Linked DNA regions of Oryctolagus cuniculus: region 1 is linked to region 2. Evidence: chromatin contacts called from public Hi-C data. All regions are on one chromosome and are shown on one strand. Each heading gives the region's core, a stretch centred on a gene start, on an enhancer-like site or on the middle of the called end of the contact. The rest is flanking DNA. Distances are from core to core; before and after follow the strand shown.

Region 1 (6,564 bases), core at 2,389-4,888, 140 kb before region 2:
AAGTCTCGTATCTTGACTCAGCGGACTAAGTCGTATGAGGGGTCCTCAGCAAGTTCATAGAAACCGCATACTCAGGGGGAGACCTTGCATGGATTTCAAATGTATGTGCACCCAAATAAAACTCATGCTTATTTGTTATAAAGAATGGGATTTATGTTGGCGCACTAAAAAGCATATGACATCGATTTGAAAGGAGTCCCTAATAGAGCAGCATGAATGCTGTTAAAATTAAAGCAAAAGCAAACAACCAATGTGGACAAAGCTTGGACAAAGGGTGAAATCACGGATGCTTTACAAAAGGCTTATGGGGACAATGCCCCACAGAAAGCAGCAGTTTACACGGGGATAACTTGTTTATAAGATGGCATGGGATGATATTGAAGATGTAGCCCACGTGGCAGACCAACCACGTCAGTTTATGAGGAAAACACCAATCTTGTTCATGCCCAGCGTGAAGAGGACTGGCAATTTATAGCAGAAACAATAGCCAACACCACAGACATCTCAATTGGTTCCACTTACACATTCTGAATGAAAAAACTAAAATGGAACTAACTATCTGCTTTTTAGGTGCCAAAACTGTTGCACTCACCTCGGCTGCAGGTAAGAGCTAAACTTTCAACAGAAATTTGAAACAAGGAGGATCAAGATCCAGAAGCATTTCTTCCAAGAATCCTTTTTTTTCCTTAAAATATTTTATTTATTTATTTGTGAGGTAGAGTTAAAGACAGAGAGAGGGAGAGAGAGATACAGAAAGGTCTTCCATCCCCTGGTTCACTCCCCAGGTGGCCTTGAGGGCAGGAGCTGCGCCGATCCAGAGCCAGCAGCCAGGAGCTTCTTCCAGGTCTCCTATGTGGGTGCAGGGGCCCAAGCACTTGGGCCATCCTCCACTGCTTTCCCAGGCCACAAGCAGAGAGATGGATCTCTAGAGGAGTACCTGGGACACAAACTGGGGCCCATATAGGATGCTGGCACCACAGGCAGAGGCTTGGCCCACTGCACCAGCCCCTCAAAGAATCTAAACAGGACACGAAACGTTGCTTTGCCAGTCCAATCCTAAAGACAAAGCACAATCAAAGCAATGGCTACCAAGAGGCATTAAGTGGTCCAGTCCAAGCCAAAGTGGACCACTCAAGAGCAAAAGTGGCAGCAACAGTTATGGGGGATGCTTGAGACTTTCTGCTTGTTGACTCTCTGGAAGAGCAAAAACAGGAACATCTGCTTATTGGGGGAGTGTCTAGAAAAAGTTAGCCAAAATCTCAGCAGAAAAATGTCAGGGAATGCTTCACTAGAGTTGTTTCCACAACAAAGCTCCGGTGCCTTCCTCTTATCAAACAAGACATTTGATGAGAAATCATTGGGTATTCACCCTACAGTCCTTTTTTTGTTTCTTAATTCTGAAAAAAGAATCTTTAAAAGGCCCCCATTTTTCTTCAGTTATTAAGGTACAAAGACTACATTGCCATGGTTAAGTTCCCCAGACCTGCAGTTTTTTGGGGATGAACTAAATTACTAATATCATCAACTGCAAAAGTGCCTTGAAGTGGTAGTGTTTGTGTTAACAAACAAACTTTATATTTTTTTTAAGATTTTTTTATTTATTTCACAGGCAGAGTTTGAGAGAGAGAGAGAGAGAGAGAAAGTTCTTCCTTCCGTTGATTCACTCCCCAAATGGCTGCCATGGCCAGCGCTGCGCCGATTTCAAGCCAGGAGCCAGGTGCTTCTTCCTGGTCTCCCACGTGGGTGCAGGGGCCCAAGTACTTGGGCCATCCTCCACTGCCTTCCTGGGGCCACAGCAGAGAGCGGGACTGGAAAAGGAGCAACCGGGACTAGAACCGGTGCCCACATGGGATGCCAGCTCCGCAGGTGGAGGATTAACCTAGTGCGCCACAGCGCCAGTCCCCCTATATTTTTAAATTCCATTTCCATGAACTTTTTGGAGTACTTCATATAACTTTTGTAAATAAGAAAGATGAGAATGATCCCATATGTAAATTTCCACTACTTTCTTTTGCAGAAACTCACTCGGAAAAATGGTAGCTTCATTGCTACTGCAAGATCATTTTGGAAAGTTTGATACAGCAAATAAAAGGATCTGGTTTAGTGTGAATACTTACAATGGAGAAGTAATACAATTTAAGGCCACATTAGAATTAAAACAGGAATTTTTTTAAAAAAGAAACACCGCTTTTACAAAAATGAAAACAATGACAACTTGTATACAGAAAATCCTATGTTTAATGTTCTACTTTATCATTTCAAAGCCATAATTACCTCACATGAAATCTATTAATCAGAAGCATTTCTAAATATGTAATACCTAAATCAATGCTAGATACATAAATCCTGTAGTATCCCTAAAGATACTAATTTAAAGTAATTTTTCTGGGGCCAGCTCCATGGCTCATTTGATTAATCTTCCGCCTGCAATGCCGGCATCCCATATGGGTGCGGGGTCCTAGTCCTGGTTGCTCCTCTTCCAGTTCAGCTCTCTGCTGTGGCCCAGGAAGGCAGTGGAGGATGGCCCAAGTGCCTGGGCCCCTGCACCTGCATGGGAGACCAGGAAGAAGCACCTAGCTCCTGGCTTCAGATGGACGTAGCGCCGGCCGTAGCAGCCATTTGGGGAGTGAATGAATGGAAGAAAAACTTTTCTCTCTGTCTCTCTGTCTACAACTCTACCTGTCATATTAAAAAATAATAGTAATTTTTTGGAAATCTATATTTGGGGCTTTTTAAGATTATCGTGTTGCAGTACAAATTCTTATATGATCACAATAATTCATGATCATTGAAATAACAATTCAGTTAAAAAATAAAGGTTACTGCTACTTTCAGTCTCAAATAATTCTGTTTGAAGGGTGAAGATTTAAACTCCTGACATAACCTCTCACCCTTACACCGCGAAGATATTAAATGTATCCCATTCTTAATCATTCATGCTCTTCATAACTGGTGTTTTATTAGTCTAAAAGATTTCTATTCCTTGGGCCCCTGCACCCACGTGGGAAACCTGGAAGAAGCTCCTGGCTTCTGGCTTCGGATCTGGGCAGCTCCAGCCAATGTGGCCAATTAGGGAGTGAACCAGTACATGGAAGACCTCTCTCTCTCTCTCTCTCTCTCTCTGCCTGTCCTTCTCTCTCTGTGTAACTCTTTCAAATATATAAATAAATCTTTTTTAAAAACTGCTATATTTCATACATAGTCATGAACTCATAAAACCTTTATTTTATTTTTTGCCATTTGGACTGGATATAATGGCACAATCTTCCTTGGAGTAACTTGTTATTACTGAAAGAACTGTGGACTCAATATTATCTGAAATTTGATATCAATTATTTGTCTCTTAGCCTTGCAAGTCTAACTATTCTAAGCCTCAGGTTACTCATACAAGATATTATAGGATTACTTAAATAATATTTAAATAATTATTTCAAAGCTGTTTTCAATTCCTATTAGACCTTCAAATTCTCCATCAAGATGGAGCTTTGGTAAATTTAAAACACCTGCTATTAAAAAAAAAACTCTGGCCCATTCCAGCCATTGGTTCTGTGGCCGCTTCCGCGCAGAGTCCACTTGAGGGCGCTGTGGCGACAGTTTAGCACCGGGAGGAAAGGAGCGCACCGGGGGCGGAGACCCAAGGCCGTCGACGTCGACGTGAGCGCGACGCGGTGCACGCTGGGAGCTGTCACTAGGCCCTTCGGCCCCGGCCTCCGTGTCGCCGCCTCGGTTGCCAGGAGAGCGGCGCCGGCGGGGAGCGGCCGAGCCCACGGCAGGTAACAGCGTCCACGCCCCCAGCGCGGTCGCGAGGCTGGCCGCCGGCCCCGTACAGCCTCCGCCGCCGGCTTGCTCCGGAGCCGCGGGGACGCTCCGCGGGGCTGGCTGCTGTGGCGTCGGGGGTGTTGCCGCCCCGGCCCGTCTGGAGCCTCTGTGCCCGCCAGCGGCTCTGCGGTTTCCCCGGAGTTGGGACCTGAGTGGGGACGGGAGGGCCGGGGCCTGGCGGGGGCGCGAGGGCGGCCCAGGCTGGGTCGTCGGAGGCGGGGCCGGGCGACTGGCGGTGGCGGTGGCGGGTCCCGAGCCTCCCGCGCTGGGGCCGAGCCGGGCGCAGGGCTGGGGCAGCGCTCGCACCTGTGTGGCCAGGGCGCGTGGACTGAGCTCTTTGTTGGAAGAATCCGGGCGTCGGGCTCTCATTCATCTGGTGGGTTCTTTTATGATTGAGACACGGTTGCCAGCTGTGGTCAGTGTTCCCATGGACAGGTTAGAGAGGAGTGCCGAAATAAATTAGGCGGAAGTCAGGGTAGCCACAAGGAAGTTGTTAACAATTATCACCTTTGATTCCCAGGCATTTGAAGTTGTAACATAACAGTAGTTACTTGTCCAGGCTCCTCTTCCTTCTCCCCTACCCTGAAGGAGCAGAAATGGCACACAACTGTAGTTTTTTAAAGCTAGGCAAATCGTATTTTGATTATTCTTATAGTACCTTAGAGTTCCGTGGAGTTTGAGAAATCTAAAGATTGGAAAAGACCTGAGCGATACTATAGTTAATCACAAATTTCCACACTTACAAAAACATGTAAGAAACTGCCTAATAAGCCCTGAACAGTAGAGCCAAAGTCTTTCAGTTTCGATATTTAGGAAGAGATACATTCTTGCATTTTTTTTTTTTGGTAGATATCATATGACCTTCTGTGAACAACATGTTAGCTAAGTGACTCAACTGACAACACAGTGATTTAGTTCAGCTGACAAGGTTGAGCAAATTAAAACCACAGGTAATCCAAATGCTTTATTTCAGTAATTACTTTGAGCCACCACTCTCAACGCACTCATTCCCCGTATCGGTCAACACTAGGAAGTCTGCAGGTGAACTTGATTTTTTTAGGGGGTCCAAGTGGACAAAGAATGTACGATAACTAATTTAATATACAAAGGAGAAAATGTAGCACCATATCCAAACTGTTAGGTTAAATGTAAATGTTGTCAATCAAGCTTTGAACCTGTGTGCCTGGATAGTGAGAGGAGTTCAGTAAAGTGGCAGAAATATCTCTAGCCGGGAAATGAAGAGATTACATTCAAGCCTCCTGCTGCTGCTGACCAGGTGTCAACACTTTAAGCCTCAGTTTTGACCTCTGTTGAAGGGAATTCGAAAATACCAGGGTTTTCCCTGAACATTATACTAAAGTCATTTAAGAGGCTTACCACCCTGAAAGTGTCCCCTGGCAAATAATTTGAGAACACACTGAGTTAAATCAGGCTTACTTTTTGATTTCTTCATAAAAATCAAGCATTAATGGCTATTAATGCTTCAAAATCTTTTACCACTATGCTTCTATGTACTAATTCTTTACATGGGAAGGTTATTATTGCATTTCCTAAACTTAAGAAGCAGGTCAGAGAACCCATTTTTCCATAGCCAACCTGTTAGCATCTCTTAAATAGAATCACTTGGAATACCAATTTGAAAATTGGCTGTACTTTAGTTGAGTCCTCGTTAGGCTGTAAGATCTTTACATGAAGCTTTTTTTTTTTTTTTTTTCTTTTTTGCTGCGTGATTAAGCTTTCTGGAACTCAAAGATCTGGTATAACAGAAGTATATTTTCCTTAGTGAAATATTAAGTATGCACATAGATCTCTGTAAGTCTTAATGGTTTAATGTTTTTATTTATGGCAGAATAGAATCTTCCTTTTTCTGGTTTCTTGATGCTTTTCTTTTGGGTTTGGTTTGATTTTATGATGATTATTGATTTCATTCAAAATGGCATTTTAAAGTTTCAGCCAGTAAAAGACTTGTTGATTAATGGCATTAGTTTTGCTAAGAGGATTTTCCCTTCTTGTCATGAATCCTTGAAACTATGAAATGTAACAGGAGCCCCCTGAAATGTACTGAATATTTAGGAACTACAGAACTGTAAGAACTTGGATCTTCAAAGAGAGCTCAAAGTTAAAACATAAATTCTGAGACATTATTTCTAAATTGTTTACAAATAGGATTAAATTGTTGAATGCAATCTTAAATTCCTTTGCTAAATTCTTGTAGGCTTCACTAGCATACAACCAATGTGGATATCCTATCTTTGTTACTTTGTTAGGGGTGAGTGCTGTTAATGTATAATTTTATTTCTGGGGAGAGATGGAAACACATCATTTAATTCTAATAAATAAGACTTAATTCAGATAAGTTCTCTCCTTGAAGTAAAACTAGTAAGTGGAATTATTAAGCTTGTATTTTTGTCTAATAGCTTATAATTTTCACTGAGAATTTAAATACTTTTGCTCCCCTAGTCTTTCAATTATGATTTCCCTTTTCTACTTCTTGTATTTAACTCCTCAACCTATTTAAGCCTAAAACCTCTATGAGCTTTCTTTAGGTGGGTCAGAGATACGATATCATATTTATTAAGGAAAAATTTACATACAATAATGTGTTTCCATTTTATGGTACATTTCAGTGAATTTTAACAGACTACCACCACAGTGAAGATTTGGGCCGTCCACTGTGCAGGCATGTAATATGCTTCTACTCTCTTAGAATTCTCTCCCTGTCTCTACATATATAAATTATATCTA
Region 2 (6,608 bases), core at 1,847-4,346:
GTTCAACCCCCAAATGGCCGTTACAGCCGGCGCGCTGTGCAGGTCCGAAGCCAGGAGCCAGGTGATTCCTCCTGGTCTCCCATGGGGTGCAGGGCCCAAACACTTGGACCATCCTCCACTGCCTTCCCAGGCCACGGCAGAGAGCTGGACTGGAAGAGGAGCAACTGGGACAGAATCCGGCGCCCCGACCGGGACTAGAACTCAGGGTGCCAGGGCCGCAGGCGGAGAATTAGCCAAGTGAGCCACGGCACCCGCCGCTGCCTATAGTTAGTAATAATGCATACTTCAAATTTGTTAGCAGATCTTAAAGTATTATCACACACACACACACAAGGATATTTATGACAAATGATATGTGTGTGGTCATCATTTCACAATGTAACATGTATCAACAAATGATGCTGTACAACATGAATATATACAATTTTTATTATCACTTAAAGCCCCATAAAACTGAAAAAATAAAAAGGAATACTTTGATTAAAAACTTAATTATCAAGAGGAACAGAACCACCACTCCTTATCGATATTCTGCTGAAAACGCACTCTTGGATTCCTGGGCCTGCTTGATTGGCTGCTCATTCAGAATAGGGACTGATTACTGAGCTACAGAAAACCTGTCCAAAAAGGTAAAAAATCTGTCTTCGTCTCCTCTTCCCCCACCCACTCCCAGTCTCTTCAATCACTACCAAATTAATAGAGGTCAACATCTCTAAATTGTTGACCTTGTCTCAATTCAAATAACAAGGAAAGACATGTTCCAATGTTTCCAATATGGACATCCTCCAAAAAATGACATTCATTTCTCAATCTCTCCACACCCTCTAAGGAGTCATAGCCTAAACGACCACTCCCTTAAGTAGAGGCGGTTTCAAATCCAAAGACACATTCCTAGAATTAGAACTTGACCTCTGGGACAAACTGCCCAGACACTAGGGTTTAGTCTTGCAAACAAGCTTGCTTCATCTGAACATTTTTTTTTTTTTTTTTTTTTGACAGGCAGAGTGGACAGTGAGAGAGAGAGACAGAGAGACAGGTCTTCCTTTTGCCGTTGGTTCACCCTCCGATGGCCGCCGCGGCTGGCGTGCTGTGGCCGGCGCACCACGCTGATCCGAAGGCAGGAGCCAGGTACTTATCCTGGTCTCCCATGGGGTGCAGGGCCCAAGGACTTGGGCCATCCTCCACTGCACTCCCAGGCCACAGCAGAGAGCTGGCCTGGAAGAGGGGCAACCGGGACAGAATCCGGCGCCCCAACCGGGACTAGAACCCGGTGTGCCGGCGCCGCAAGGCAGAGGATTAGCCTAGTGCATCTGAACATTTAAAAGTATTACCTCAGGATTGTGCGATGCTGTCACCATGACTCCAATGGTGGACTGTGTCTGCTTTGACCTCAGCACAGCCAATAATCCCATGCGAAACATCACGTGATCGAGATGTTCGGCCTTCGTTCGAAACCCAGCAGTCCCATACTGCAGAGTGAGTCCGGCGGGCTTGGCATGCAACGCCGAGTGTTGTGTGACAGCAGCTAAATCCATGTCTACAAAATCCAGAAAAACTTTTCAGGCAGAATCAGTCTTGGAAGGACCACTTGCCAGGCCTGCCTCATTCTGAATCTGTCCAAAGAAGTGTTGTAAAGAAGTTGCACTAAATCCCGAGTCAGCCTTACCTAGAAGATCCTACCCAACTTGTCCACTCCAGAACAGATCTAGGGCAGGAATCGGGCTGTCCCCTAAGGTCAGAGCCTCAAGTGGGCGGGGGCTGCGCGTCCCGACACGTCTGGGCAATCTGTAAGCTTCTGCTGTTCTTCCTCCAAAGGAAGAGCAGGGAACAAGGGTTTCCTCTCCAGGTGCCTCCTAATACAAGATCTAATACAAGGGCTTTCAAAAGCTTCGTGGAAAATGCATATTCTGAAAAATCCATCTATGAATTTGAAAAACATGTTCAAACCAAAATAAAGTATCCCTTTAATTCTACTTCCCACAAACCTTTTTAATTATTACCCTCACACAATCTGTATGCCGGAATTCTTTTTTTTTTTTTAAGAATCAAGACACTCTTGCAAATTAAGCTCAGAAACCAGAAACATCTTCCAAGTAAAACCACCTTCTACCTTTGATTTTAAAAACCAAACACGGTTTTTTAATACTTCCTTCTCTGGGGTCTTCCAATGAACTGGAACTTCCCAACCTCATATCCCTGCAACACTACGCACAATTCATTCCCAACTGCCCAGCGATGAGCCGTCTCACAGCTAGCTCCTAGCCTCGCCATCTCATCTGCTTATTGGTCTTTACTGCGTCAATGAACAAAAACGACAAAAAATGGTCAAAAACCTCAGCTTTTGTCCTGTTGGAAAAAGTGGACATTCTGCAATGCTATTTCCGTGTAGACCCAAGTACTCACATCTCTTTCGCAAGCTTGGATACGTTTTTGTAAAAACTGACCAGTCAGGAATGCGTCGTGATTGTGCATAAGCGCGTACACGAATCCTGTTAAATTCAGTCTTTTTAAAAATGCCAAGGTGACACGTTTCCATCCTTTAATGCATTTTAGGCTCTAAAACTACTTTCAATGAGTATGTGGATACTCGCATTACCAGTCAAAACAGCGTCCACTCCAAAAAACTGAGTATCCCTCTTCTCTCCATCCAATCTTCAAACAGCTCCAGCTCCGCTCTCCTCCCTAACCGCGGCTCGACTCCCCGCTCCCAACCGCGAGGTCTCCCCGCAGGGTAGTGGGCGAAAACCCCAGCACCAGACCCTCGGGCCGGCTGAGCAGCCCGCTCCCCCGGCGCGGCGGGCAGGCGCGTCGGCGGGGCCGCGCTGTCCATACCCTTGCCTGCCGCTAGCTTGCAGCTGGGCCCAGGACACGGCCCGCCGGCCCGCCGGCCCGCACGAACCCCCGCCGCCTGCAACGCCCGCTCTCGCCGCGCAGCCCCGGGACCCGGCTTACTTCCGCCAGCACACGCCGCTCCCCTGCACCGGGCGCACAGGCACCCTCCCGGGAACCGCCGCTGCCACACGCCAGGGCTCCGAGTCCGCAGACGTGGCCCTGCGTGGCTTCCGGCCCGTCGCCACGCCCCCCGGCCAATCACGGCGGGCGAGGGCCCGCTGGCCCCGCCCCGGCCTCCTCGGCGGTCACGCGCAGCTCGCGCCTGCAGAACTGCGGTTGCGGTTCTGAGCGGGCTCTGGGGCTGTTTCCATTGAATGACCAGGAAGGGTGAGGCCCCGCGGTGGCCCGGGGGTTGGGGCCGAGGGTCCAGAGCCAGGCGGCCGCGGATAGGCAGCCTCCCATCTCCAAGTCGGGGCGCGGGGAGAGGCAGGTCCTTCGGTGTCGGGAAGCCGGGGTACCCGGTGGTCCTGGATGGGGTCGGGGGCGGGGGAACCCGGCCTCGATCTGGGAGGTCTGACAAGGTGGCCTCCACCGCAGTGGGCGCCATCCCTTTCTCGATCGGTGATGTCATCTCCCAGACTGTTGAATTCGGGGAGCCTCCTGGGGCCATTACTGTCTCTGCTTGTGCTCCCTTTCCAACGAGCTCGCTCTAAATGTCATTCATTTATTTACTCCTAAGCCCCCATCCCTTGCCCGGGCCCCGGGGTGCCTAGGCGGGGTGAATCCCACTCGTCCGGAATTCCCAGGATGCTGTCCCAGGCTACTGTGGCTCAAGGGAGAGGAAGAAAGGACCTCCCTAAAAGGCGTTGGGGGCGGCGGTACCCTCGCGCCTCTGTGAGGCCCAGAGCCCCTCCCCGCGCGTTGAGGCCCTACTCCGCACCCAGCTGCTCCGCCCAAGCCTGAGACCCGCTTCCAAAGCGGGGCCCCTGCCCTGCCCGGAATTCAGGCTGCGGGGCGTCCACAGGTGTGGTTCTCCAACCACCTGCAGCCAGCGCGACTATCCGAACACCTGTTGCAAGCTCAGATTCCCAGCTTTAGATCGGGAGGTGGGTGGAGGGAAACGGGACTGGGAACCTGGATTGTATTGGAGCCTTTTAGGGAATGTTGTGCATACTAGATGTGGGAGGAGGCGATAAAGCAGGGGGGTGCAAATGTCCTGGTTGGGGCCCCCAGCTGGCAGAGCGAACCGCTCCTGCGGAACTGCTTGTCCATAAAGGGACCTGCGGGAAATTTTGCTGGACAGCAGCTGACATTGGCAAACGCAGTGTCTCTGCCTTTCCAGGCTTCCGGGCAGGTGGATTTTGAGACAACATGTCGGCTTCGGTGAAAGAAAGCCTTCAGCTTCAGCTACTGGAAATGGAAATGCTGCTTTCCATGTTTCCTAACCAAGGAGAAGTAAAGCTTGAAGATGTAAATGCCTTGACGACTATAAAGAGATATTTGGAAGGCACCAGGGAAGCGCTACCACCAAAAATCGAATTTGTGATTACGCTCCAGATTGAGGAGCCCAAGGTGGGTGCCCAGTTTTTTTTTTTTTTAACTTTTATTTAATGAATATAAATTTCCAAAGTACAGCTTATGGATTACAATGGCTCCCCCCCCCCCATAACTTCCCTCCCACCCGCAACCCTCCCCTTTCCCTCTCCCTCTCCCCTTCCATTCACATCAAGATTCATTTTCATTTCTCTTATATACAGGAGATCAGTTTAGTATATATTAAGTAGATTTCTTTTTTTTTTTTTTTTTTTTTTTTTTTTTTTTTTTTTTTTTTTTGACAGGCAGAGTGGACAGTGAGAGAGAGAGACAGAGAGAAAGGTCTTCCTTTGCCGTTGGTTCACCCTCCAATGGCCGCCGCTGCAGCCGGCGCACCGCGCTGATCCTGGCAGGAGCCAGGAGCCAGGTGCTTTTCCTGGTCTCCCATGGGGTGCAGGGCCCAAGCACCTGGGCCATCCTCCACTGCACTCCCTGGCCATAGCAGAGAGCTGGCCTGGAAGAGGGGCAACCGGGACAGAATCCGGCGCCCCAACCGGGACTAGAACCCGGTGTGCCGGCGCCGCAAGGTGGAGGATTAGCCTATTGAGCCACGGCGCCGGCTTTATATTAAGTAGATTTCAACAGTTTGCACCCACGTAGAAACACAAAGTGAAAAATACTGTTTGAGTACTAGTTATAGCATTAAATCACAATATACAGCACACTAAGGACAGAGATCCTACATGAAGAGTAAGTGCACAGTGACTCCTGTTGTTGACTTAACAAATTGACACTCTTGTTTATGGCATCAGTAATCACCCTAGGCTCTTGTCATGAGCTGCCAAGGCTATGGAAGCCCCGAGTTTACCGACTCTGATCATATTTAGACAAGGCCATGGTCAAAGTGGAAGTTCTCTCCTCCCTTCAGAGAAAGGTACCTCCTTCTTTGATGGCCTGTTCTTTCCACTGGGATCTCACTCGCAGAGATCTTTCATTTAGGTCATTTTTTTCTTTTTCTTTTATTTATTTTTTTTTGACAGAGTGTCTTGGCTTTCCATGCCTGAAATACTCTCATGGGTGCCCAGTTTTTTAACCAGAACACCTGGAACATGAGTTTCCTGTCCAGCAAATAAGATGGAACCTTCCAGATGCTTATTCCCTTTTCTTGACTGAAAGCAGAATGTATGCAATATGAAAGGCTTCATCTACTGCCTTCTGCAGATATCCTGGGTTTTATATAAACACACACACCTTTTGCACAAATATGCCTCCCATTTTTATAGAACATGTCTTGCAGTCTTAAACAATCAGTTATTCTGTTCACTCACAGTTGCTTACCAGTCTGCCTCACGTTATGGAGTACCTTTTACACGTATCACACAAATCTAAACACTAGCTGTAGAAAAGCTGGCATTTAAGGAGTGAATGAACTTTCTGTTTTGTTTTTGTTTTTGATGGCACCATACACAGAAAACAAATATAGATACAGAATCTAAATGTTATAAATTAATTACCTGCTTCTCATCCTTTTATCTGCAACAACACTAGCATGGCCTAGGTAACATGTGGCTTTGGCATTTGAGAACACAGTGTTAGCTCTCCTCCTCAGTCCCCAGCTGCCTTTCCCTCAGAGAATTCCTGCTTCCCCAGGCTGTATTCTGTCCTGCTGGTTACACACAGCGAGGAAACCCTGAACTTTCCATAGTAACGCTTCTCACAGCTGAACTTAAATATGCTGTGTGTAGTTACTAGTTCAATGTGTGTCTTCTTCACTAGTCTCTGGATTTGGTGAGGGACACAAATAGTGTCTGGCATCTTCATTTTTTAAGCCCAGTACAGGGCACCCAGCACATGTAGTTAGTTGTTCAATAAATACCTGACAAAATGTATCAGTGGAAGGAATGGTGTATGTACAGTACTTGGTACATGATTGGCACAACAATCACAGTAGCTTTCATTTATAAAAATCATGCAGCTGCCATTGATAAATTAGCGTGTGTGATTTTACACTCTTTATCTGATTTTCATTTTAAGGTGAAAATTGATCTGCAAGTAACCATGCCTCACAGCTACCCCTACATAGCACTGCAGCTGTTTGGGCGGTCACCTGAGCTTGACAGACAGCAGCAGCTGCTTCTCAACAAAGATCTCACTTCCTACATCGGGACTTTTGACCCAGGTGAGCTGTGTGTGTGCGCAGCAATCCAGTGGCTACAAGACAACAGTGCGTCCTACTTCCTGAG

The links. A called contact is a pair of places that touch in the nucleus more often than the background predicts.
Region 1: a contact with region 2 is called in a Hi-C map of an unstated tissue, with 2.7 times the contacts expected there. The contact joins the promoter of DOP1A here to the promoter of PGM3 in region 2. A contact is called at or near these places in 4 of 6 Hi-C or Micro-C datasets (ear pinna, embryonic fibroblasts, liver and 1 more).

What each region holds. Positions count from the first base shown.
Region 1 is chr5:89,344,090-89,350,653 of mOryCun1.1, reverse strand. It overlaps DOP1A (DOP1 leucine zipper like protein A), which reads left to right and starts at 3,638. Exons shown (of 37, transcript XM_070073832.1): 1 at 3,638-3,773.
Region 2 is chr5:89,206,374-89,212,981 of mOryCun1.1, reverse strand. PGM3 (phosphoglucomutase 3) reads right to left here and starts at 3,096. Exons shown (of 13, transcript XM_002714453.5): 1 at 2,953-3,096; 2 at 1,332-1,537. The coding sequence starts at 1,535. RWDD2A (RWD domain containing 2A) reads left to right here and starts at 3,092. Exons shown (of 3, transcript XM_008263156.4): 1 at 3,092-3,219; 2 at 4,175-4,404; 3 at 6,400-6,608. The coding sequence starts at 4,204.